Regions from separate parts of the Mus musculus genome. Here all the other regions are linked to region 1. Evidence: chromatin contacts called from public HiChIP or PLAC-seq data. All regions are on one chromosome and are shown on one strand. Each heading gives the region's core, a stretch centred on a gene start, on an enhancer-like site or on the middle of the called end of the contact. The rest is flanking DNA. Distances are from core to core; before and after follow the strand shown. Region 1 holds the start of Proser1 (proline and serine rich 1). Region 2 overlaps Supt20 (SPT20 SAGA complex component). Region 3 has its middle 76 kb from the start of Gm38537.

The links. HiChIP or PLAC-seq counts read pairs in DNA pulled down with a chosen protein or histone mark.
Region 2: an H3K27ac HiChIP or PLAC-seq map of acute myeloid leukemia shows a contact between it and region 1, with 6 times the contacts expected there. The contact joins the enhancer-like site here to the promoter of Proser1 in region 1. A contact is called at or near these places in 3 of 39 promoter capture datasets (embryonic stem cells, hippocampal neurons and neural stem cells), 8 of 484 Hi-C or Micro-C datasets (B cells, CD4 T cells, CD8 T cells and 4 more), 6 of 115 datasets of contacts at active chromatin or transcription factors (acute myeloid leukemia, astrocytes, bone marrow-derived macrophages and 3 more) and 3 of 9 other capture datasets (embryonic stem cells, liver and macrophages).
Region 3: a contact with region 1 is called in an H3K4me3 HiChIP or PLAC-seq map of pro-B cells, with 8 times the contacts expected there. The contact joins the enhancer-like site here to the promoter of Proser1 in region 1. A contact is called at or near these places in 1 of 39 promoter capture datasets (the C10 cell line), 1 of 484 Hi-C or Micro-C datasets (embryonic stem cells), 5 of 115 datasets of contacts at active chromatin or transcription factors (astrocytes, embryonic stem cells, epiblast stem cells and 1 more) and 2 of 9 other capture datasets (embryonic stem cells and liver).

Annotation. Positions count from the first base shown.
Region 1 is chr3:53,461,053-53,466,028 of GRCm38.p6, reverse strand. Proser1 (proline and serine rich 1) reads right to left here and starts at 2,234. Exons shown (of 13, transcript NM_173382.2): 1 at 1,710-2,234. The coding sequence starts at 1,754. It overlaps Nhlrc3 (NHL repeat containing 3), which reads left to right and starts at 2,771. Exons shown (of 7, transcript NM_172501.2): 1 at 2,771-2,969; 2 at 3,565-3,717; 3 at 4,250-4,397. The coding sequence starts at 2,886.
Region 2 is chr3:54,706,798-54,711,773 of GRCm38.p6, reverse strand. Supt20 (SPT20 SAGA complex component) reads right to left here. Exons shown (of 25, transcript NM_001358015.1): 7 at 4,798-4,914; 8 at 4,633-4,686; 9 at 3,378-3,517; 10 at 2,587-2,743; 11 at 2,445-2,501; 12 at 1,302-1,373. Among named protein-coding and RNA genes, the nearest start is that of Supt20, 14 kb to the right of the region's middle. Within about 2 kb of position 2,608, at least 85 of the 459 cell types and tissues checked have an H3K27ac peak or open chromatin away from gene starts, as enhancers often do. A contact at or near this core is called in B cells, CD8 T cells, acute myeloid leukemia and 2 more, where this site is marked.
Region 3 is chr3:52,388,244-52,393,219 of GRCm38.p6, reverse strand. No RefSeq gene overlaps it. Among named protein-coding and RNA genes, the nearest start is that of Gm38537, 76 kb to the left of the region's middle. Within about 2 kb of position 2,644, at least 43 of the 459 cell types and tissues checked have an H3K27ac peak or open chromatin away from gene starts, as enhancers often do. A contact at or near this core is called in embryonic stem cells and pro-B cells, where this site is marked.

The DNA of each region.
Region 1 (4,976 bases), core at 985-3,484:
AGAGGTCCAGCTGCGGCCCCACACAGGACATGGAACACATTTAAAAAAAACAAAAACAAAAACCACCACCACCACCAAAACCCCAGACTCCTGGGGGAGTATTAGATACCTAATGAGGGCTTGGCTTGGGGTTGTACACTGGGAGTCCACCACCTAACTCCAATTAAGAAGCTGGAGTCAAACAGAAAGTGCTTACTAATTAACAGCTCTTATTACTCCCATTTTGAGAAAACAAAACAATGCCTTTCCTATTTTTCCCCCAAGTGTCTTCTCACATGCTTCTACTTTGAGAAGTGAGAGCCAGTATTACCTGTGGGTGTACAGTAACAACAGAAGAGGAGGCCCATTGGCATGGACATTTACAAAATCTAAAGCAATTTCTAAAAATTATAGCACCACCCCTACTTAAAAACGCCCATATCTATTTTACTGCATTTTAGTAGACTAAGACACTGTCGCTGTCTTCTCCATCTGGCAAAGCCAACTGGCGACACATTTTGATTGCAGACTAGAACTGTGGCCTTGAAGGCTACCCCGTCTGAACAGACTTTTATCTCTGGAGCCTTTCCGATTCCCTCGTTGATATTTATTACCAGACATTTTTACAAGGCTGAGAAGGGAGAAGATAGACATATGCATGTCTGCATTCATGTCTACCTTAACTTAAAATTTATTTTCTCAGAATGGTTAAAAAACAGCTCAGAAACCAACTGTGGCAAATTCTAAGTACATGATAAAAAGACATTTTGTTTCAAATTTTAATTAGATGAGACTCAGCAAGTGCAGAAGTTTATTTGAAAAGAAAAAAATTCAGCACCACCAAATATGAAAGATTAAATATATGTTATCTGAAAAGGGGGGAAGGGAGGAAAAGGGGTCTTACAAAGAGCAAAACAAAACTCTAGATCCGCTGGTCGTGGTGGCGCCCGCCTTTATTCCCAGCACTCGGGAGGCAGAGGCAGGCGGATTTCTGAGTCCGAGGCCAACCTGGTCTACAAAGTGAGCTCCAGGACAGCCAGGGCTATACAGAGAAACCCTGTCTCAAAAAACAAACAAACAAACAAAAAAACAAAAACAAAAACCTCTAGATCTGGCGCCAATTTTTGCAGTGCCAGTCAGGGGCACCGTTTGAGATGCCGAACAGATGCAAGCTGTGAGATGCTGTGAGGTCACAGCACTGCCCTTTCTGTCAAACAGGCAACCTGCTATTTTTTATGTAAGAGATACTTTTAGCCTCAACCTTACATTCCAAATTTTTTTTTTTTTTTTTTTTTTTTTTTTTGCTGCCTGGTTCCTTCCAGGAAATAGGAAATATAAACAGTGTCAAAAAGATGGAAGGAGAGCAAAGGCAGGGGAAGAGATCTGGAAAAGAACTTTCTCGGCATCCCTTCCAGTGCCTAGTCACTCCTGTTACCGAACCATGTTAACATTGAATAAATGTCAGTCAACCAAAAGCTCAGTTATTACGGATTTACAGTTGGCTCCGGGGCTGTAGGTAGTACAAACGTAATTCCCGTACCACAATGACTTCCCAAGTTTAGCAGTGAGGTGGTTTATCTTCTATTTAAGCGGTGCAACGGACCAAGATGCAAGTTCTTACGTTACACAGGAAAGTTCAAGTTCCTCTGCTGACTACACACAACACCTCAAAGAAAGTAACTCACGACCATTATTATCTCAGACGAATTTCAGGGAACAAGGTCAATTACCTTTCGAATTTCATCCAGCACCGTCTCAAAGGACTTTTTGTCCATCTTGAGTACTATTCCGTCGTGACGTCTCACAGTTCTTGCAATTACAAAACGCTCATCCCAGGTTCGTCTCGTGGATAATACACCAGGAGGAGAAAGGAGGCGAGGAGGTAGAGTATTGCAAACTGCACCAAAACAAAACAAAAAATCCCAGAACGAAAACTTGGAAAAAGTTGGGTTTTTTTTTGTTGTTGTTTGTTTGTTTTTTTAAATAAAAATCAGACTTCAGTAGCTTCTTCACACAAAGCTTCAGCTGCTCAGAGCAGAGCGGGCTTGTGCGTTTGCAGAAATCAGGGCTCCGGAGGGTGCCGACAGCCGGGTGCTCCGGGGAAGGCCGCCGAGCCACGCTCCGCTCACCGCCGTGATCCGGGACACGTGGCCCCGCGGGCGCTCAGACCCGCCGATCCGCCCGATCCCGGGGTCCCGCAGCTCCGGCAACCGGCGGCCCCCGCAGGTCCTTTGTTACGGGCTTTCGTAGCTTCCGGGAGCGGGCGGGCGGCCGGGGCGCACTAGGAGCCGGACGAAGGGGGCCAGAGCCTTGCGAAGGGAGGCTCTCGAGCACCTCAGCGCTCATACGGCCAGGCGCCCAGCGGGTGCTCCCCTAAATGCCCCACCAGCTCCAGGGGACCTTTGATAGAGCGTGTCGCGCCCACAAGACGCAATGGTGCACCGCCACCTTAAGTCGCTTTTGCACAAATGATTAGTTTGGGGCGTCGGGGGGGGGGGGCGGGGTCCTAGTGTGGGAATATAGGCGTCCACGGCAGAAGCCTGAATGCTTGTGGAGCAGACGTGACTAAAGTCCTTTTCGGAGCGTGGTAGTCATTGTTTTAGTGTCACGATCCCCTAACTCTTCAGTTTCTCGGTGCTCTGTTTTGCTTCTTGAAAGTGAGTTTAAAGGAGCGAAGAGTAAGTAGGTCAGGAAGATCTGCGGACGCCGCCATCCTAGTGGCCAGGAGCACCTCGGCGTGGGGACCAGGGTCACTCGCTGGGCGCCTGACTCGGGGCGGAGCAAGGAGCAGGACACCCGGAATTAGTCTTCGGCGGTTCTCCGGTCGAGTTTCCCGGTGCTTTAGTCTGCCTCTGCCCTAGAGCCGGCTTCAGGCCTCGCTGACTTTCGCCTCCCAGACCCTCGCGATGGCGAGAGCCTGGGTCTGCCTGGCGGGCGCCGCCTTCTTCCTTTCCTGTCTGGTTTTGCATTCGCGCTTCTGTGGCTCGCTGGTAAATAGCAGGCAGAAGGCTGTGGGTGTGGGTGCCACCGAGGGGTACAGCCCCTGGGGTCCCAAACCTGCTCCCCTGGGGCTCAGCAGCTGACGACTCGTCCTCTCATTTAGTGTAAAAAGAATGCACGTGGGGCTGGGGAGGTGGCGCGGAGGTTGGGAGCTCGAGCAGCTTTTTCAGAGGACTCAGGTTCGATTCCCAGCACCAACTTGAAGGCTCACTCTCTCACTGTAACTCCAGTTCCAGGGAGCCTGATGCCCTCTTCTGGCCTTTGTGGGCACATGGTGCACATAAACTCACCCGAGCTCATGCACACAAGTCTAAATAAAAATAAGTAAACATCACACACACACACACACACACACACACACACACACACACACACTGGATTTTCCCCAGCTCTTACTACACTCTTAAGTCACACACACACACACACACACACACACACACACACTGGATTTTCCCCAGCTCTTACTACACTCTTAAGTCATCATTAGACTTTTCTTATGGTTGTTTTGATCTTTAGATATACAATCTTATTTCCGGCTACCTTCTGGTTGTCGAACTGAATCTGAGTATTTTGATTTTATTTGAGGTTTCAAGGACATTTTCTTTTCACGTTTCCTGGAGAATGGAGGACCCTCTTTTCCGGCTGGATTTGGGTTGGCCCAAGAATTCGGAATACTTCACTGGTGCAACATTTTGTGTTGCAGTTGATTCCCTCAACGGGTTAGTTTACGTAGCCCAAGTAAGTAGAATGCATTTTTTTTTTTTTTTAATATGTGAGCCTGTGAGGTCAAGAGAGACCAGAGTGTTAATGCGGTTATCAACTACCAGTGGTTTCCAGGATTGAACTCTGAGTGTCAGTCTTGCTTAGCAAACACTTTCATCTGCTCAGCCATCTCTTCAACTAGAGATTTTTTTTTAATTTTAATTATATACATTCAGTTTGATCACAACAGACAGGAATAATAAAAGAACAGTCAATCTGAGCATGACAAAAAGGAAAAAAAGAAGATGAACAGAAAGGAAAGAAGTGTTTCCCACCTAGATAGCCTGCTGCATTTATAGTATGCTAACTATGCAATTTAATTTTGAGTTGGCTTCAAGTGCACATTTTAGATTTGTATGCATTAGAAATTATTAAGTTTTGAAGTTAGTGCTTTTTTTTTACACACTTCTAAATTTCTTATTATACTTTCATTTTGATTTCTCTGACAAAAGTAAAGATTAGCGTTCCTATTGAGTGATTCTAAGCAGTTGTTTTTGTGTGCCTTCAGAGAGGGGATAACATCCCCAAGGTATTAGTGTTCTCAGAGGATGGCTATTTCCTACGAGCCTGGAATTATACAGTTGACACACCCCATGGTATGTTTGTCTCCGGCACACCATTTGAACAGTCCGTCTGGATCACGGACGTAGGAAGCGGTATGTGTAGTACTATCTATTAAATTGCCTTCCTAGATAGAGTCACATCTTTGCCCATGTTCTTGCTTATACACTTTAAGGCTAGCATTGCTGAATCTAATCATAATTTCCTTAATATTTCATAAAATCATGTCTTTCTACAAATTTGCACCACACTACTGTATAATCAAGAAATTCAATAACACTATAATCCCGATCTTTTAAACTTGTCAAGGGAACTTTATTTGGGTGGGGGTGGGATGGGGGGCAGACTGTCATTCTTCAGGGCTATCTATCTTGTCTTTTGAACCAAAGTCTCTCTCTCGCTGGCCTGGAACTAATGAGCAGGGGAGGTGAACTGGCCAGTGAGTCCTCGGCATCTTCCTTTCTCCACTCGCCCAATGCTGGTGTTACAGTGCACACACTCATACACAGCACGGTTTTATTTCTTTGTTTTTGTTTTTCCTGGTATTGGCTCTAGGTACAGAACCCGGTCCTCATTCTTGAGTGACAGGTATTTTCCTGGTAGTCTGAACTATCCTTCCAGTTCAGAGCCTTTCTTCTTTGACCCTTCGCTTGCTGATCTCAGAGTAAGTCTGT
Region 2 (4,976 bases), core at 1,359-3,858, 1.2 Mb before region 1:
TGGTGGCATGTGTCTTTAACTCCAGCACTTGGGAGACAGAGGCAGGCTCATCTCTTTCAAGACCAGCCTGGTCTATACAATAAGTTCCAGGACAGCTAGAACTATATCATAAGAGCCTGTCTTACAAATAATAAACAAATAAATAAATGTAAAGGAATGTAACAACCCAAGCCCTCAGAGGGAACTGAGTTCACAGAGCCCTTTCTTTACCTTCCTTTATGCTAAGTGCTCCAATGTGGCATCTCTCCAAGCCAGGAAGACACTCACAGAGATTCACTCATTGTACACACAACTGCAATAGTTAACAATCTGAGTATAAAGTTTCAAAGTGGAAATATTTTTGTCATATGCCATTCATACAAAACATCCTAAAGATGTCTATAAATCTTATTATCTTGTGCTTAGAGTCCATTCAAAATGTTATTCCAACTTCTCCCTTTAAGAGACTATTACGATGAGAGCATCAGAACATTTCCCTTCAGAGCTGTCTTTAAGCCAGGCACTGTGGCACATGCCTATAATCCCAGTACTCAGGAGGCAGAGGCAGGCGGCAGAATGGCGACAAGTGAGAGAGCAGCTGTAAAGAAGCAAAGTTCCAGGCAAGCCTCGGTCACACAGGAGACCACCGCTCAAACAAGAACATCTTTACAAGAACACACTAATTTGAAACAAGACAGGTGAGGACCACCAACAAGTAGGCAGAACAGAACATTGCACTAGTTTTCTGAAAGAGTCTCACTCTGTAGCCCAGGCTGTCTCAGAGACATCTTTTTCCCAGCAGCAGTTTCCCTATTCTGGACTTACAGTTATGTACCATTGGGCTGGACTCCTAATTTGGTTTTTGAATAGCTCCCTATGTGGCTCAGACTGGCCATCAAGTTGAGAGCTTCCTGCCCCTGCCTCCAAGAGCTGAGATTACAGGCATGGGCTCCAATGCCCCACATAAAAAGGTAGTGTTATATTAAAACTTCTCTGTAAAGTGAAAAACACACTCAGGGTTAATTATATTTTCCTGAAGCCCACAAGTACTCCAAATACACTTAAAAAAAAACTTATACATTAAAAGTTGTTTTCTGTTTAATAACTTCAGAGCCCAGCTTATAAACAACATACTTTACAATACGGAAGAGGCACGTCTGGCACCTGGGCAGTGAAAGCCAGAGGATCAGTATGTCTGAGGTCAACCTTGACTACACTACAAGTTTGAAGCCAGTTTGGGCCAAAAGAGACACTGTCTCCAAACAAAAAAAATACACGGGCAACTGGATCATTAGTCAAAGAGATTGGAACTGATTACTTACATGAGCTGGCCACATTGTTGGCTGTGAGTCGTCAGATTTGATGGATTCCTCCACTTTAGCATATTTTTCCACCTAAACAATGAAGATGTTGAATCAAATATAGTCAGTATCGGAACAAAGACAAGAACCTGCACAGTTCACAGAATCAATGTGGGCACAAGGGTCTCAACTAGCAGTATCACCAAGCACTTGTCAAGTTTTAAACCTCCTGATATGTTTAATTAAGTGTCGCATGTGGGACTACAGATGGTTAAGAGGTTAAGAGCACTGGATGCCTGGAGGCCACATATGCAACAAGATAATATGGCTTTCTTTCTTGGTTTGTATACATAGTCTATAGATGTCTCTGGCTTTGTGCTTTAACTGTTAAAACAGCAAGAACTGCTAGAATTGTTACAAAAAGCATTCTTGAAATAGTAAATAATTTTTGAAACAACTATCATAAAGAATTAAGTAAACTGGCAAGATTGCTTAGCAGGTAAAGGCTCTTGCCACTGAAACTTGAAGTTCCGAGTCTGCAGCCCAGGAATACCGTGGTAGAAGCAAAGACTCATCCCTCAATGGTTGCTCTCTGGTTTTCCATATGTGTTATAGTCTGCACACGGACACACACACCAAATATATATCTAAAAAATACATACTAAGAGAAACAAAAAATGAAATCTAAAATAGTCCTTTATAATGCCTTTATGATCACTTAGCACTCATGTGTCTTATGAATATTAGTAAACAATACTATTGGTAATTCCAAATTTCTAAGATTACTCATCTTTAAATTTTACCAGTTTGAACACGGAAGCATTTTGAGTTAATTATGAAGGACCACTACAGAATGGCACAAGGTCATTTCCTGTCACTATATAAAATATGCCATACTCTTTCCACATTTGGAAGCCTTAACATTCTTTCTGCTCCTAACACAGAACTCTATTCAAATGTATGCTCTTATGTAACTAACTGAGGCTGGATTGGCGGTCCACTCAATACCACAGACTTACATGACTGATACGACAGACTCTTGAAATGACAACTTTTACTGTTTCAAACAAGCTGCTCTTTTCTTCCCTTCACTTCCTCACAGCACTGGCTTCCTAATGCTGGCCTTTGACCCTGTGTCAGTGTACAGCTTTTTCATGAACTTACATCTACTTCAGAAGGCACAGCCAAGTTACAGGGGCTCCGTTTCCACATGTCTACACACTGAAAAGTAAAAACAGTACAGTCACTCGGAAACCCTAAAGCACAGCCAGTCATTCGTACAGCGAGCACCTTAGCGACTACTTACATTTCCTGCTTTGGAAATTTTGAGGTCATAATGCTGGCCTGCTTTCCTTTCCTTCCGCTTTTGTAAGAAATCAAGTAGTCTCAGCTGAGGGGGAGGAGGGCCGTGAGAGAGGTCCTGCTGGCGGTTCAGGGAGGACCTGGAGTACCTCTTCCAACACCTACAACAGACAGGAAGCAATGAAGCAGCAACTCTACCACACGGGGAAAAGGAGCAGGCACAGATCACAGACTCCATCACAGATACCCACTTACCACACACACACTCACACACTCCATCTATAAATACAACTTTCACACCAGCAAGCTTTAAGCACAGGTGAAAGAAAAAGAACAAGACAAAATACTCATGACCATGGAGCCACACTAGTTTGAATCCAGAACTAGAGAGGCAGTCATTATAAGCTAATCTCTAAAAATTGTGATTGTATTTTCTCAAAACTCGTTAAGTTACACATTGTTTCCTTGTTAACTGATTCCAATTAGTGTTGAGAAGCAGTGAAGCAACTACCCTTCTGTTTCTATCTAGTCTTCTTACAGCCTCACAACCATTTTGGTGAACAGACCATAAACTTATAAAAGTTCCTTCTTTAAAAGACTGAGGAAAATATTACTTTATAATAATGCAGAAAATATTTTTTAAAAAGGTCTATAACATAAATCCACAATACAAGGCCATGAAAAATCCCATTTTTGAACTTAGAATTCCAGCCCTCACATGCCAAGGGAAAGGGCACTCTGGCTAGCAACGATGTCAAACTTAAGAGCCTGTGTTACCCAAGTGCTGGTGGTTACCGTTTCATTGGGCGAGTGTTCATCTTCTGCCGGTTATAGAGCAGCCTATTGGCAGTGCACGCTACTGCCACCGATGGGTCAAGACACAGTGGCTCTGCTGTAGCTAGAATCAGCTGGCTCTCAAGCAAAAGTTTGTCTTCCTGAAATACACAGTTGTATGTCAGCCTCAGATGCATTTTTGATAATGTAAACATACATCATTTACCCAGAAATATTCTCAGGAAGTTGCTGAAGACTAAAGTGAATGTAGCAGTAACTCAAGTTTGAACATTAACAAGATAAAGAAACTTCTAATGGAAACCGAATTATCTGCATGATTTATAAAACAGTCACATCCACGGAGTGGGTATTTATTTGGCTGTTTAAAATAGTGGATCCAGAAATGGTAGAATATCTGAGAATAGTTATACTCTCTCTTTTACTAGTCCTCGGCTTAAGAAAATGATGCTTTCTGCTCTCTAGTGTGAATGCAAGTTTGTCTCTAACAAGAACAACTTCCAACCTTATAGATAGAAAAATAACAGCCCAGATTAAACCTCATCACTCACGAGTTACAGATAAACTGAATCTTAATTCACAAGCACATTTCACAGAGGATAACCTCACATTACTGACATTTTCTCTCCAAAGCAACAGGTAAACAAGAGCTAGAACTAAAGTATCAATTAGCTGATGTCAGCGCTAAGAAGTCCTGTTAGACCGTGTGCGTGTGCGTGTGTGAGTGAGAGAGAGAGAGAGAGAGAAAGAGAGAGAGAGAGAGAGAGAGAGAGACACTCAGACCTCAGGAGGCTCAGGTAGCAGGATCTCAAATCCCAAGCCAGCCTAGGCTAGAGATCTTACCTCAAAAAGAAAAAGAAAAGAAAGGAAGAAAGGGATGAAGGAAGGAAGGGATAAAAGCCAGGCTTCCTGTAGAATTATAGAATCCTATATGAAGGAAAATCACAATCTATTTGTTTTCAATAGTAACAATGAAGCTTTTGTTCAAGAGGATAAAAAAAACAATTTTTACATTAGGCTTCATTGGTTAACTTAACTCCAGTTTATCAGCAAGGCTGGAAACAACTGGGACTGGACTATAAGCAGTTCCTTGAGGGATTTCTAAATATACAGGAAGTACAAGACCCTAAAGCTCGTAAGGGAACCTTGGTTTTGTCCAAGCATCCAACCTAACACACCACTCTAACGTCAGCAAGGGAGCGTCTCACTGATGCTTCACATTGAGTGTGGCCTACTTGGGGTTAGAGAGAGAACTAACCTGGGTCCACTTATGGTTGTCACTTGTTATAGAATGGACATCACAGACTAAAGTCTAGAAAAAACAAAACATTTAAAAAACAGGTATGTTCTTACAAATATACAGACATTTAATAAAAATCCAACTAAAACAAAAGCCAGTACTTTCTAATTAAACTTTCCATACCTGCATTGTTGGACGTAAGAGAATGTGCCTACTTTGGTAACCAGGAGACTTCATATTACTGGACTGCCTATAGTCACGTATTTCTGCTATCACACATCCACAATGAAAAATATTAACCTGTTAAGTAAAAAAAAAAACAATGTTCAGGTAAATGTCATTTTTCAGATAATATACAAGCT
Region 3 (4,976 bases), core at 1,395-3,894, 1.1 Mb after region 1:
ATCAGGAAACATAAATATTTACATTATGATTCACAACGGTAGCAAAATTACAGTTATGAAGTATCAACAAATATCTGGCTCTGTGTGTGTTGGGGGGGGGTGGTCATCATAATGTGAATTAAAAAGGGTTGCAGCATTAGGAAGGTTGAGGACCACTGAGCTAGGGAGACTATGCGAGCATCCTTCATCCCAATCCTGCCTCTACCACAGGATAAAAGAACAAGAAGTTCCCTTGCTTTGGATGGGATTGTAAGAGGGCCCTTTGCCTCTGACCACCGGAGCCTCCAAGCTCCTGGAAAATGCAATTCTCTTTCTTCCTTTCTTTCTTTCTTTCTTTCTTTCTTTCTTTCTTTCTTTCTTTCTTTTTTTTTTCTTTCTTTCTGTTTTTACAATGATAGAAATTCTAAGGATGTTGGTTGAGGCAACAACTTAAGGGGAAGCTAGACACGCCAAGTTGAGAACCTAACTGCCTGAGAGACCAACTTCCCCTAGGTCCCCCAGGGAGTAGTTTAGAGTTCTGTGCCTTATTTCCTCCAAGGTGGAAAAGAAAGGTAACAGACTCTGACCTACCTCTTCTGAGTGTTGTAAATAAGAATAACTAAGGCAAGCACGGCACATTTGAAAGTAAGAGGCACTTGGCAATAGCAAACATGCATTTCTGCTTTTATCTTCCACAGTCTCAAGTAGAGAGACAGTCCCCGCATGGTTGTGGGGACGGGACTAGCCATGTGGCTGACTTTTGAGATGAGCTACAGGGCAGCTCTGTCAGGGCCATCAGAGTTGTCCTGGGGTTCCAAGCTGACAATTCTAAATCCACTTGCATCTGCTTAGCTTTCTAGAGCAAAGGGTGCCCAAGTCTGCAGCTCTACGCAAGGAGCCCAGGGTGACAAAGGCTGGAACATCTTTGGGACTGCTGCTGGCTTGCTTTGAAAAACCCAAACAATCTTTTTTTTTTCTTCAAAGACTCTGCTTGTATTCATCATCATTATAAAAACAGCCGAATCTTAGAGGTCTGCAACTGCAGCTAACTAACGCATACAAAATAGACTTTCTGGGGCCGGAGACAGGGCTCCATGGTGCAAAGCATAGGCTGTTCTTCCAGAGCCCTGGGCTTGATTCCCAGGACCCACATGGTGGCTCACAACCATCTGTTACTCCAACGACAGGAGAGCCAGTGCCCTTACCTGGCCTCTGCAGGGACCAGACATGCCAATAGTTCATACAAGCATATGGCACGCATACATAATAAATAAAAATTGTTTTTAAAAGTTAAATATTTTCAACGGGCTTTCTGTAAGGGGGAGGGGGACAGAATAATGTTCTAAAGCTCTTGTTGTGAGCAATGGGTAGCAGGAACATCTGCATTAAAAAAAACAACTTTTACCTCCACTGAGCAAATGTTCACTGGGATGTGTTTGGCCAAAAGAGGAACTTTTTTTTATGAGGATGGTCATATCCAGGCCCTTCCTAAGGAATAAACATCTTTAATTATGCAAGTTGCTATAACCTGGAGGATGGCATTCTTCTGACAGCTGTAACTGGCACTCAGACACATGGCACAGATTTCATCCACACTGCAGCATCGCTAGGATTGTCAACCTGGATAATTAATGTAGCACTCGCAAAAGAGTTTTTTGTGGGTTGAGAGTCATCAGGAGAAATAGTCTTTCTTGGGGAAAGTGAGTTCTGATGTCATGGCTGTCTTACCGTCTGGAATGTGAACCATTTGTCAGAAGGAAATTGCCGTAAAATGTTACACGGTTGCCCCCATTATTTCAAAGGTGTGGAATGTAGTTAAATGATTTCCTCTGGTTAGATGGCTTCCTTTCCCCTCCTCTCTCCCCTTTCCTTCCTCTAGGGCGTTTTATAGCTGGTAAGTCACGCTGGCTAATGTGGATTCCCAAGAGGAAGTGAAGAGTAAGCTTCTGCAGTCGGGGCTGGGTTAGTCTGAGGAAGGTGATGGGCGCCGGGTCCTGAAGCTCACTTCTTCAGACGTGAGCACACCAAGAACGCCAGGCAAGGCTTCAGAGCGGGACCTTGCGGCAGGAGCAGTAATCCCAGCTACACAGGAAGCTGAGGCAGGAAGATTCCAAATTCAATACCACCTCTTGTATCCTGTGCTACTGTGTATATTCCCTGTTGCTCAGGTGGTTTGAAGGAGAATGCCCCCAAAGGCGCTTGTATTTGCATGCTTAGTCCCTAGTGGATGAATTGTTTGGAAGGATTAAGAGGCGTGGCCTTGGAGGAGGTGTGGCCTTGATGGAGGAAGTGTGTCTCTGGGGGTGGGCTTTGAGGTTTGAAAAGCCTAGGCTCTGCTGGCTTCCTGTGCATCTCTGCTCTCTGCTGCAGTTGCAGCTGCAGCTCCATTCCTGTGTGCTTCCCACCACTGGGATATTGGACTAAAACTCTGAAACTGTAGACAAGCTCCCAGTTCAATTCTTTCTTTTGTACGGGTTGCCTTGATCATGGTGTCCCTTCGCATCAATAGGACTAAGTTACTTTTATTGCCGTTCTTGCTGCTCAGACAGAAACAACTCGAGGAAGACAGATTTATATTTTGTTGCACGGCTTAAAGTGACTGGGTCCATCTCGGTGGGGACGCATGCTGGTAAGTGGTGCAGTGTGTAGCTGAGACTCCCTCTCTGCTCACATTTTGGTGGAACAGGAAACAGAGACTGGACAGGAAGCAGCAAACCGGGCTATACCCTTCAAGTCCCACCCACAGTGACTCACTTCCTCCAGTGTTGTTCCAATTCCTGAAGGTTCCACAACCTTCCAAAATAGTCCCACCCACTGGAGACCGATGTTCAAACATATGCATCTACAGGAAGATTTCACATTCAGACCATAACACTGAGCTACAGAGAGAGTTTAAAGTCAGTCAGGGAAACTTAATGAGACCTTATTTTTAAAAAAAAAAATTTTTTTTTTTTTTAAGCTGAAAAAGTAAGGGGTTTGTGGGAAAGCCACCTTTCCTGGGTAAGTGTAGCCAGCATTCCTCACAAAGAAGCCGCAGTTTACAGCAAATGGAGACAATCACAGAAAACCACAACTGGACAACTCTCAGAGATGAGCAGAGCACAGGAATCCTGGCCCAAACAGGTACATCCTCATCACAGCGCTGGCATCTATGGTTCAGGGAGGATCATGGGAAGGGAAGGCACAAAGGCTGTAAGCACCAGCACACAACCAGGAAGTGTGCTTCTGTGAAAGTCAACCCTAGAATCATCTGCCCAAACAAGACTGGAGCCATATCCATGTTAATGTGGAAGAGGAAAAATTTTGCAGAGTCCCACCCCTAGACAAAGAACTGCACGCTGCTGGGGGAGAGAGTTAACCTCTCTCGGGATGAGCCACCTTGTTGGTTGTCCAGGACAGAATGGTCAGCCCTCAGACCATATAGGCACAAACAACAAGAGTCCACAAGCTACATTTATATTGTCTATGTGAGCACACACATTCGTCCAACAAGAATAATCAAATAAAAAGAGGCTGTAAACTTGAGAGTTGCAGAGAATATGGGAGAGGAATCAGGGAGGGTTGTTGAGAAGAGCTGAAGGGAGGAAGAAAGGGATATAATTCTATTTCAATTAAAAACACGTTAAAAGGGGAGATGGAGGTTGGGGCTAGGGATGTAGCTCAGAGTGAAGTGCTTGCCCAATACACACTGACACCAAAGAAAAAAGAAAGAAAGAGAGAGAGAGAGAGAGAGAGAGAGAGAGAGAGAGAGAACAGGTTTGGGACAATCTCACATAAGGTCTCAAAATCCAGATTAAAGGGATCGATGAGGAGGGCAGGATCCGGAGCAGATGGAGAAGTCAGAGGCCTTTGGGTCAGGAAACCAGACTAGTAGAGACCGGAGACTATAGAAAGGACAATAGCTGAGCTTCGAAGTGGACTGTAAGACTGCAACTAACAGTCCACATGTGAAGGAGACATATTGGTGAACTCAACCAAGCACAGATGGAGAACACTCAGGAAAAAAATTGTGTCTCACCTGAACATACAGAGATTGAGTTTTCTTATCATTAGTCTCTGAATGGTATGGCACATAACTATTTATAGCTCATTTACATTGCATGAAGTATTACTTAATTACCTAGAGATATGCAAATACAAAATTATTTTATATAACAGATGTGAGCATCTGCAGACTTTGGCATCCTTAGATTCCCTAGAACCAATCCCTCGTGGGATAGCTAGGAGCTTGTCCCCCATGGGATAGCTAGAAACCAATCTCCAATGGGATAGGTAGAAATAACTGCATTTAATGGTGATTTCTGGGTAGGATTGAGTGGAAAAAGAACAAAGTAAAAGTGGTTCTTTTAATAGTGAAGGTGAAGAGGCTGCCCTCCTTCCAAGGAGACTGACAGAGCTGGGGACCCCCAGGTGTCTGGAGGGCTCCCCAGTGACTTCCAGTAGAACTTTCACCCTAACCCCATGGTGCCTGCATGTCATAGGGGATGGTGAAGGACAGACTAAGAGAGGAGGGTCTAGAAATATCCCTCCTCCATTCTGGTGAGCTGGTGTGTGGCTGGTGTTGCAAACACTCATCAATTCAACAGCACAGTCCCTGGGCAAGGCCAGCCTAACCTCTCCATGGCCACCAGTCGGATTTCCAGATTTTACTCTGAAAGGAGGAGGAGGAAGAGGAGGAGGAGGGAGAGAAGGAAGAGGAGGAAGAGGAGCAGGAAGAGAGGAAGAAAGGAGAAGCAGAAGCCACCCAGCATGGTGGTGCACACCAGGAGGCAGAGGGAGGTAGATCTCTGAGTTCAAGGCCAACCTGGTCTACAGAGTGAGTTCCAGGACAGCCAGGGCTACATGGAGAAACCCTGTCTCAAAACAAATAATTGAATAAACAAACAAAAAATTAAGGTTAAACAACAAAATATACAAGTAAAGGATCTACACTGCCTTCTTACAAAGCTTTAGAAATACATTATTATTATTATCATTTGTGTGAGTGTGTGAGATGT